2 separate regions of the Sus scrofa genome follow, and region 1 is linked to region 2. The links are chromatin contacts, called in public Hi-C maps. All regions are on one chromosome and are shown on one strand. The core of a region is the stretch at or near the end of the contact, and the rest is flanking DNA. Distances in the headings are between cores, read along the strand shown.

Region 1 (4,043 bases), core at 316-2,815, 48 kb after region 2:
AGAAGCATAAGGAAGATAACTTTTAGGTGTATGCGATGCCTACATCATTATGTGCAGCCCTTGAGAGGGACCCAGGACCCTCCCCTGTCTCTGCACCCCTTCCTTCCCTGCTCAGCAGCTGTCTGAACCTGCCCCTTGGCCCTCAGGGAAGGTCACAGAGGCTGAAGGAGGCCCATTTCCTAAAAACAAAAAATGGGGGACCCAGAAAGGCTGTTGTATCCAGGAGCCCCACAGGGCCCTGCTCAGTTAGCTGTACTCCTGTGGCCCCCAAAGGTGAGAATGTCACCACTTCCCTCTGCCCAGGGGACAGACCCCCAACTGTAACCTTTGCCCACAGCTGTGCCCAGCTGTGCCATCATGGGAACTCCAGTGGGACAGAGAACATGGAACAGGATTGTGGTGCCTCTTCCCTAACTGTGTGACCCTGGGCAGGTCACATCAGCTCCCGCCACTAGCTCCCTTACCCCCGAGGCTGGGGTTAGAAGAGTAGAAATGCTGGATATCAGTACCCTCGGGGGTCCCGAAAGCCCCTGCAAAGATGAAGGCTGGCCCGGGCAGGGAGCTCAGCAAATATAGAATGAGAGGGGGCTGGAGGGTGAGGGGCGTTTGGGACAGTCTTTGCACAGGGGTCTCTGACCCCAGGGAACCAGGGCTGCAGCCTTTGCTAAATTACCTGCAGCCTAAAGAAGCTGAGGCAGGACCTCTCCTGGGGCCCAGGGGCTTTCTGTACAGGCTGCCCTCCTGTGAACTTCTCAGGGTGGCATTTCCAAGGGAGATTGGCTCTGGAAAACCAGGAAGATGGACAATCACGGCAACATTCCAGGCAGAGGAGGAGGACATTTGTGTCCATAGGGGGTAGGGGGATTGACCTGGCTGCCACCCTCCCCAGATACCCGAGGAGGTGATACCCACACTCAGTGAACATGTATTCAGCAAACCCTCCCTGGAGACTGGTGTGGATGGGGCTGGGAGTGGAGTTTTACAGACGCCTAGGGGCTGCGGGCAGGGGAGGGACTGGCCCGTGGGGCCAGTGCCAGGATTCCAAGCTGAGGCCACTGGGTTGGTGCCCGTGCCCTCTCCGCGGGGCCTCCTGCCTCGGTGACTCAGAACTGATGAGCTCTTCAGCTAAGGCCGGAGCCCCGCAGCATCCAGCATTGGGTTTCCAGCACTGCTCCTCCTTCCTGAGCAACTTTTGGGGCTCCTGCTCTTCCCCTACCCCGGTCTCAATTTCCTCAGATTTCCCAGCTCTGCACAGCGGGGGGGGGCCTTACACCCCTTCCTGCTGGGACCTCACTGGGTCTCTGAATTCAACAAGAACCTCTTGGACTGCCGCAGGGTTAAGCAAAGGAAATCCAGGGCTCCCTTTATCTCTGCAGAACCCAGAGGCTGGAGGGGAGGGAGCAGGGAGGAGGGAGGTGGGAAAAGCCAGCTCAGCCCGCTCCCTCCGCCCGCCCGCCCACCCGCCCTGCCTCCCTCCGCTCTGCCTCCCTCCCTCCTCGGCCAGCCAGCCAGCCAGCCGGCCGGCCCTGGGGGTCTGCGCCAGCAACAAGTTATTATCGCAGACATGGACCAAGGAACCAGAGGCCGCCCAGAAGCCCGCGGTCCATGAGCTGCAGTTCAAGGCTGCAGGACACTGGGTGAGTGATGGGAGGGCCTGCGCTTCCTCCAGCAGGGCCGAGGGGTTTGGGGTCAGAGCCTGGAATTCCTCTCTTTTCTCCTCTCTTCCTGGACACACATCCTTAGCGGCACTGCTTTCTCTCTCTGACCCCTGCCAGCCCCTGCTAGGCTCTCCCCACCCCATTCCCTCCTGTGACCGGAGACAGGGCTGCCCTCTGCGGTACCCGGCTTGTGCCCACCGCAGCCTGGACATGCACCCACTCAGCTCAGCAAGACTGCAAAGAGGGAGACCCCCAAATCCTCCCCCCCGGCCCCCGCCACCTTGGCATGGTCCCATCACACTTGATCCCAGCCTGCCAGCATCCCGGGACCCGGACTGGAGGACTGGACCGGAGCCAATCAATGACTGATTGTGGTTATTGCTACTTTTGTTAAAGGCTACTTTGCTTCCTGCTTCCTGCCTCTCCCCCTTCCCCCACCCCAGGTCACAGTTCTGTGTCACAGATCTTTTGAGTCCCCAGCTGGCTGGGCCAACAAAAATGTCCCCAAACCATGCCAGTCCTGTGGGAGAAATTCCCCTCTTCCTGTCCCATGTCCCTGGGAAGAGGTCATGGTGGGCAGTGGAGAAAGGAACTGACTTTTTACTAAGATTCTTTTACAAGCCAGGCACTTTCCCCGCAGTTAAATCCTCCCAAACAACCTGGTTGGGAGAGAAAGTTGTTTCCTCCTTGTAAATGTCATGGAGCAGGAAGCTCAGAGAGGTTAAGCCACTAGCCCTAGGTCACACAGCTTGTAAACTCTTCTGGGGATCTCAGATCTGACTCTCAAGGCTTACCTTTTCCTATGAGTTCATGTCTATGGCCAGAAAAAAAAAAAAAAAAAAAAGAGGGGATTTTGCGCTTCTCAAAACCGTTTGGGGACTTCCCATCATGGCTCAGCGGAAATGAATCTGACACGTATCCTTGAGGACCCAGGTTCGATCCCTGGTCTTGCTCCGCGGGTTAAGGATCTGGCATGGCCGTGAGCTGGGGTGTAGGTCACAGATGAGTCTCGGATCTGGCGTTCCTGTGGCTGTGGTATAGGCTAGTGGCTACAGCTCTGATTCGACCCCTGGTCTGGGAAGCTCCACGTGCTCGGCCATGGGTGCTAAAACAAACAAACAAACAAAGCATCACACAAACCATTGGGATGTGTAATTTACAAATAAAAGATAAGGGCGATCATCTCCAGCAGGATTGGACCTGGCTTGTGGAGCAGAATCAGAAAGCCAGATGGGGGTGGGGTAGCAGAGGCAGGGGCAGAGGGGAGCTTGGGAAGTGTCACCTCCAGGAGAGGGGTGGTGGCTCCGGAGACTCCCTACCCACCCACCCCTCCCCATCTTGCCACTTCCCAGCCCCAGGGAGGGGGGAGGGGGGTGTTGAGGGGAGGGCTCCTGCCCCTTTAAAACCCAGCTCTTACTACAGTGCTCAGGTTAGGATAGAATGGTATTTAAAAAAAAAAAAATCTTCATTTTACCTTCTCTACACATATTAACCACAAAAAAATATTTTTGAATTGTACTAAATGTTAAAGGAGAACAGAAAGGAAATAAACAAAGAAAAATGCCAGAAGTGTAAAAACCAGTCTGGTTTCAAAAGCTGAGTTTCTGATCCTGCGATAACTAGGTGCCAGCCCTCAAAGACTGCCACCACCTCAAAGGCTCTCTGCCCCGCTTCCTGCCCACCCAGCCCTGGCCTGCCTCCAGTTGCTGCTGTCCAGGCTACTTCCTGTCCCCCTCCTGGAACTCTGAATCCCTTCTTTGCCAGGGCCAAAGACGGATCCTCACAAACTCTTGGACTTTCCCATACCTTTTGGATTTTCCAGACCTCCTGGGTCCTGCCCCTTAGTTTCAATTGACCACCTTGGCAGCTGATTGGCAGGTCTATGATGATTGACACAAGCATCTTCCAATGAATTCTCTCCTGCCCCTTCCCTGCCGGGCATCTTGGGTGAGGTTGAGTTGTTCAGGTTGTTGACTGTGCAAAGATGCTGAGCGAGGAGGTGGGCTGACATCAGCTATGCACCTTCAGTGTTGCATTCCTGCAGGGACTTCTTTTATCTTCCTTTCTAATACGTCTGTCCCAAGGGGTGCCCTCTTCAGCTTTGCACTGCAATGATGGTGGAGTCCATGGCAAGAAAACAAGCCAGAAGGAAATGGGAAAAGCATTTCTTTGTCTCGATGGCCAAGACCCATGGGCAGCCAGGCACCTTACTCAGCCACCCCAGCAGAGGCCTCCTGGGACCGTCATTTTCAGAGGGGGTCCACCTTTGTGGGCCCGGGTTCCAGGAGCCTCAGCCTCCAGGCCCTGCACTACTGCAGGTCTCTTCGTGACCTTGAGGACTCGCTAGCTTTGTCACAAACCCCTGGATTTCCCTGTTCCTTTTGA
Region 2 (4,141 bases), core at 1,284-3,783:
GCAGTCCCGACCTAAGCCGCAGCTGCGGCAAAGCTGGATCCTTAACCCACGGTGCCAGGCCAGGGATCAAACCCACGTCCCAGAGCTCCCAAGATGCCACCAGTCCCCTTGTGCCACAGCGGAAACTCCCGTGATTTTCTGCCTTTGATGATGTGTGGTCTCGTGGGTGTATGTATCTATGAGAATAAATGGAATTGTATACTTTAAATGGATTTATTTCTTGTATGTAAACTATATCTCATAGATATTAAGAAAAAAAATAAAATAAAAAGGAAGAAAAAAAGAAAAGCTGAAGAGGACTAGACAGGAGGCCAGGGCTGCTGCATCTTGGCCTTGCTCTCATGGCCTCGAGCCTCAGTTTCCCATCTGTGAAATGAGGGGATTTGGACCTGCATTCACTTCCAGTGTGGTGGCTGCGAGTGTGTCAACCCGAGCAAGTTCATGAACCTCTCTGTGCCCTGGTTTTCTCATCTGTAAAATGAATGATAGAGCCACCAACAGCACTGGGGCTGAAGAGCAGTGGCTGCCGCACTGGAAGCAGGCAGAGACTGCCACTGTCCTTCTAGCCCCTACTGTCCTCCAGGCTGCCCCACCCCCATCTCATTCCCCTGCCAACCCTGGCCTGTCCTCACAACCCCAGGCCCACCTGCAGATCAGGGCCATCCCAAGCTGTCCGGAGGTTCCACCACCCCCGAGTCACTCTCATTACAGGTCACCAGTTCTTCAGGGGTGTCTAGCTGTCTTCTTGGTTTTGCATCCACTGCAGTACCAGCTCAGAGCCAGGTATTAAGTGGTGCATAATTGATACATGCAGATTGAAGAAGGGAGTCAATTGGCCCTGAGTCAGGGAGAGTTTTGCCAGGGCGGTCCTGGAGAAGCAGCTTCCTTAGGAAGGAGAGCAGGTGCGATTGTACAGCCAACATGGCCAGGTATGGTTGGGTAGGTTGTTTACTGCACAACAAGGCTCCATGTGATGGGGGATAAAACCCAGTGCATTTGTCTCTTTCCGAGTCATGGGACCATTCTCATTGGCTATATCTTCCCAAAGAGCTGCTTTGTACTTTTTTCTTTTCCTTTTATCTTTTTAAAAAATTTTATTTCTTTTCTCTATGGCTTCACCTGAGGCACATGGAAGTTCCCAGGCCAGGGATCAAACCCACCCCTCTGTAGTGACCTGAGCTGCTGTGGTTGGAGTCTTAACCCACTGCACCCCAGCGGGGACGCCTCTTTTTTTTTTCTTTAATAAGCATTTTATTTTGGAATAATTTCAGATTTCTAGCAAAATTGCAGGAACAGTAAGAAAATTCACAATATCCTTCACCCAGTTTCCCCTTATGTTCACAGCATTTGCATAACCGCAGTGCATTTGTCGAAACTAACACTTGGTACAATACCGATATCTAATTTCAGATTTGTTTTGGATTTTGTAACTTTTTCCACTAATTTTTTTTCTCGTTCCAGGATCTAATCCAAGATCCCACATTACACTTAGTGCATTGTTTTTGTTAGATTAACACGGAGGTTGCCCTGTAGGGTCGTGGTGGTTGGGAAAAGAATGTGGATTTGGGGGAGTAGCCAGAACGAAGTCCTTCGGTGTGGCCTGTGTGGCACCCGGGGTGGGTCATCGGGGGACACTTGGCCTCCCTGACCCCAGCTGGGTGCCGCGAAGTGCCTTCCACTGCCTCAGCTCCACCCGTGCAGAGCACAGATGTTTGTTGGCAGGTTTTAATCATTGGCTGGCCAAGTGCTGGCGCAGGTCCGTGGAGAGACTGCATTTCCCTTTCTGCAAAAGCCATTTTCAGCAACGCTGTAGCTTGTGTGTAAGCTTCTGGAAGGTTCAGCTCCAGGTGCCCCCAGGGCAGGGAGTGGGAGGGGTGCTGGGCGCCCAGCACCTGGCACTCCACACCCTTCTACTGGTTTCCCAGTTTGTCCTGCGTGAGTCTGGGGTGGGTGACTGGTGGCTCTGCCCATCCCCTCCTGCCCCTTGTCCCTGGAGCTGGAAGGGCGCTGGGCGTGGAGAGCAGTGGCGGCGAAGAGAAAGAGCAGGTGAACTTGGAGCCCGGGGCAAGGGTCCAGGGCTGCTCAGACCCTGAGTCTCCCTGAGGCCAACGGGGCGCCCTCGCCCTCCCCACCTGCTACAGAATTCAGGCTCTGTGTCCAGACTGCAGCTGGGGTGAGGGAAGAATGTGGAGGCCCCTAGCCTCGGGGTTGATTTCAGGCAGGGCTTTCCTAGTCAGCAAACTGATTTCTCAGAGCCTCTGTTTCAGCATTGTTAAGATGGGCCACAATTCCGGAGACCTGGGGGGCCTCCAGCGCGGGGCCTGGCTGGCCTGGGCGCTGCCTTCTGTTTCCCCTTCTCCATCAGCTGATCCCCACCTCCCTTTCTGCCTCATCCCCCCATCTCCCTCCACATTCAAGGGGTCCCACACTGGCCCCGCTGCTTGGCCAGGCTGTCCCCTCTGGCCGGTCCTCTCTCTGACACCAGCTTTCAAGTCCTGGCTTGAACGCCACTTCGCAAGCGCCAGCTCACCCTCTGTGTGATTCTGTGGTCCCCTCCCTGTCAGTCTTCCGTGGCCCCATCACTTCCTGCCCCGTTTTATGGACACCTGTGATGGGACTGTATCTTCCACCGGGACCTGCTGTAGTACCACTCACATCCTGGACTCATCAGCACCCAGTACAGTGCCTGGCACACCGTAGGTGCTCATTAAATGCTTATTGCTTAGAATTGAGGTGAGCTACGTCTTTGGAAGCCTCGAGTTCTCAAAGAACAGCTCTGGCCCTGCCCTTGGGAGGAAGCCTCCAGCTGAGAGGGTCCCCAGGTCTCCGGTTGGTGCTCCAGAGCAGGGATGCCCAGGGTAGGGCTCTGCCCAGCACCTGACAGCCACCCCACCCTCCGGTGGTTCTGCCAGACCGCATGCTCCGCCTTCTGCAAACGGCCGCGGGGGCAGCAGCTTGGGTAAGTTCCCCTTCCGCTTCCTCCTGCCTCCTGTCCCGCTGCTGCTGCTGCTCCTCGCTCAGGGCCCCCCTCCAGGCTCTCCACAGCCCCGGTGCCTGCAGAAGCGCTCCGCGCCCCCAGCTGTCACCACCACCGCCTCCCAGGCCTCAGACGCCATGCAGGCCATCAAGTGTGTGGTGGTGGGAGATGGGTAGGTACCTGGTGGGACTTGCTCCCAGCTCCCTCCTGGGGGAGCCCTGAGGCCCTCCCCCTCCCCACGCCCCTGGGAGGCGGCTTCCCCTGCCCTGCAGATCCAGGGTCCCTGGGAGGCAGCTGGAGGAACCACTCCCTTTTTCTCCCAGGGCCCAGAGGGAACCTCAGGACAGTGAGCTTCACCCTCGCTGCCCACCTCACCCCGGAAGCTGCCTGGGTTGAGGGTACAGGACTGAACTCGGGTGTGCCCGGGGCCCCTCACCTGCACCCCGAGACCTGGGGCAGGTCTCCCATGCACCCTCAGTCTTAACTGTGGATGCCGGCAGGGGGTGGTCCCCAGGCTGGCTTGGGCTCTAGTCACTGGCTTGCACTGCTGTGTGGCCTTGGGTGAGTCACAATGCCTCTCTGAACAGCTCTGTTGTCTGCAAAGAGGCCCTTGATGCCAGGTCACTTGGGATGTTCTGAGTGTTGGTCCTGTGCCTATACGCTCAGTCAAGAGCGCCTCTCACCCCCAGGCCTGCCTGGCTGGGGAGGGTGTGGGTGGATGTGGGGGAGGAGGTGGGGGGAGGGGTGAGAGAGGCCCCGCTGGGAAGGAGGAGAGAAGGGTGGCGGGTGAGCTGATCAATGCGGGCCAGGCTCCGCTGAGGGGGCTCCTCGGCTGTCAGATCTCAGGGACCTCAGATTGTCACATCCTCAGTGTCCTCCCCTGCACATGACAGGTTCAAAATGCCAGTCTCTCTTGCCTGCCCGCTCCGTTGTCTTAGCGTTCTGCCCAGAGGCACCTCCTGGGGTGGGTTTTCTGTAGCTCCATCCACACACATTCTGGCATGTTCTAGCTGGATGGGCCTCCCCTCCAAGCCTCCCATCCTACAGAGGGGCAGCCTGAGGCTTTGAGAGGCTCGATCGGCCTGGCCTGGGGTGGGCGGGTGTATCCGGCAGCCCTCCGCTGATGGTGATGCACCCGCTGCCGTTATCTGCCTGCCGGTGCAG

Evidence for each region. Hi-C and Micro-C count contacts between places; a contact is called where the count stands out from the background.
Region 1: a contact with region 2 is called in a Hi-C map of liver, with 6 times the contacts expected there. The contact joins the promoter of C1QTNF6 here to the promoter of RAC2 in region 2. A contact is called at or near these places in 2 of 5 promoter capture datasets (both in liver), 19 of 47 Hi-C or Micro-C datasets (alveolar macrophages, blood, embryonic fibroblasts and 8 more) and 2 of 2 datasets of contacts at active chromatin or transcription factors (alveolar macrophages and skeletal muscle).

What each region holds. Positions count from the first base shown.
Region 1 is chr5:10,600,304-10,604,346 of Sscrofa11.1, forward strand. It overlaps C1QTNF6 (C1q and TNF related 6), which reads left to right and starts at 1,566. Exons shown (of 3, transcript NM_001142830.1): 1 at 1,566-1,637.
Region 2 is chr5:10,551,453-10,555,593 of Sscrofa11.1, forward strand. It overlaps RAC2 (ras-related C3 botulinum toxin substrate 2), which reads left to right and starts at 2,534. Exons shown (of 7, transcript XM_013997536.2): 1 at 2,534-2,959. The coding sequence starts at 2,850.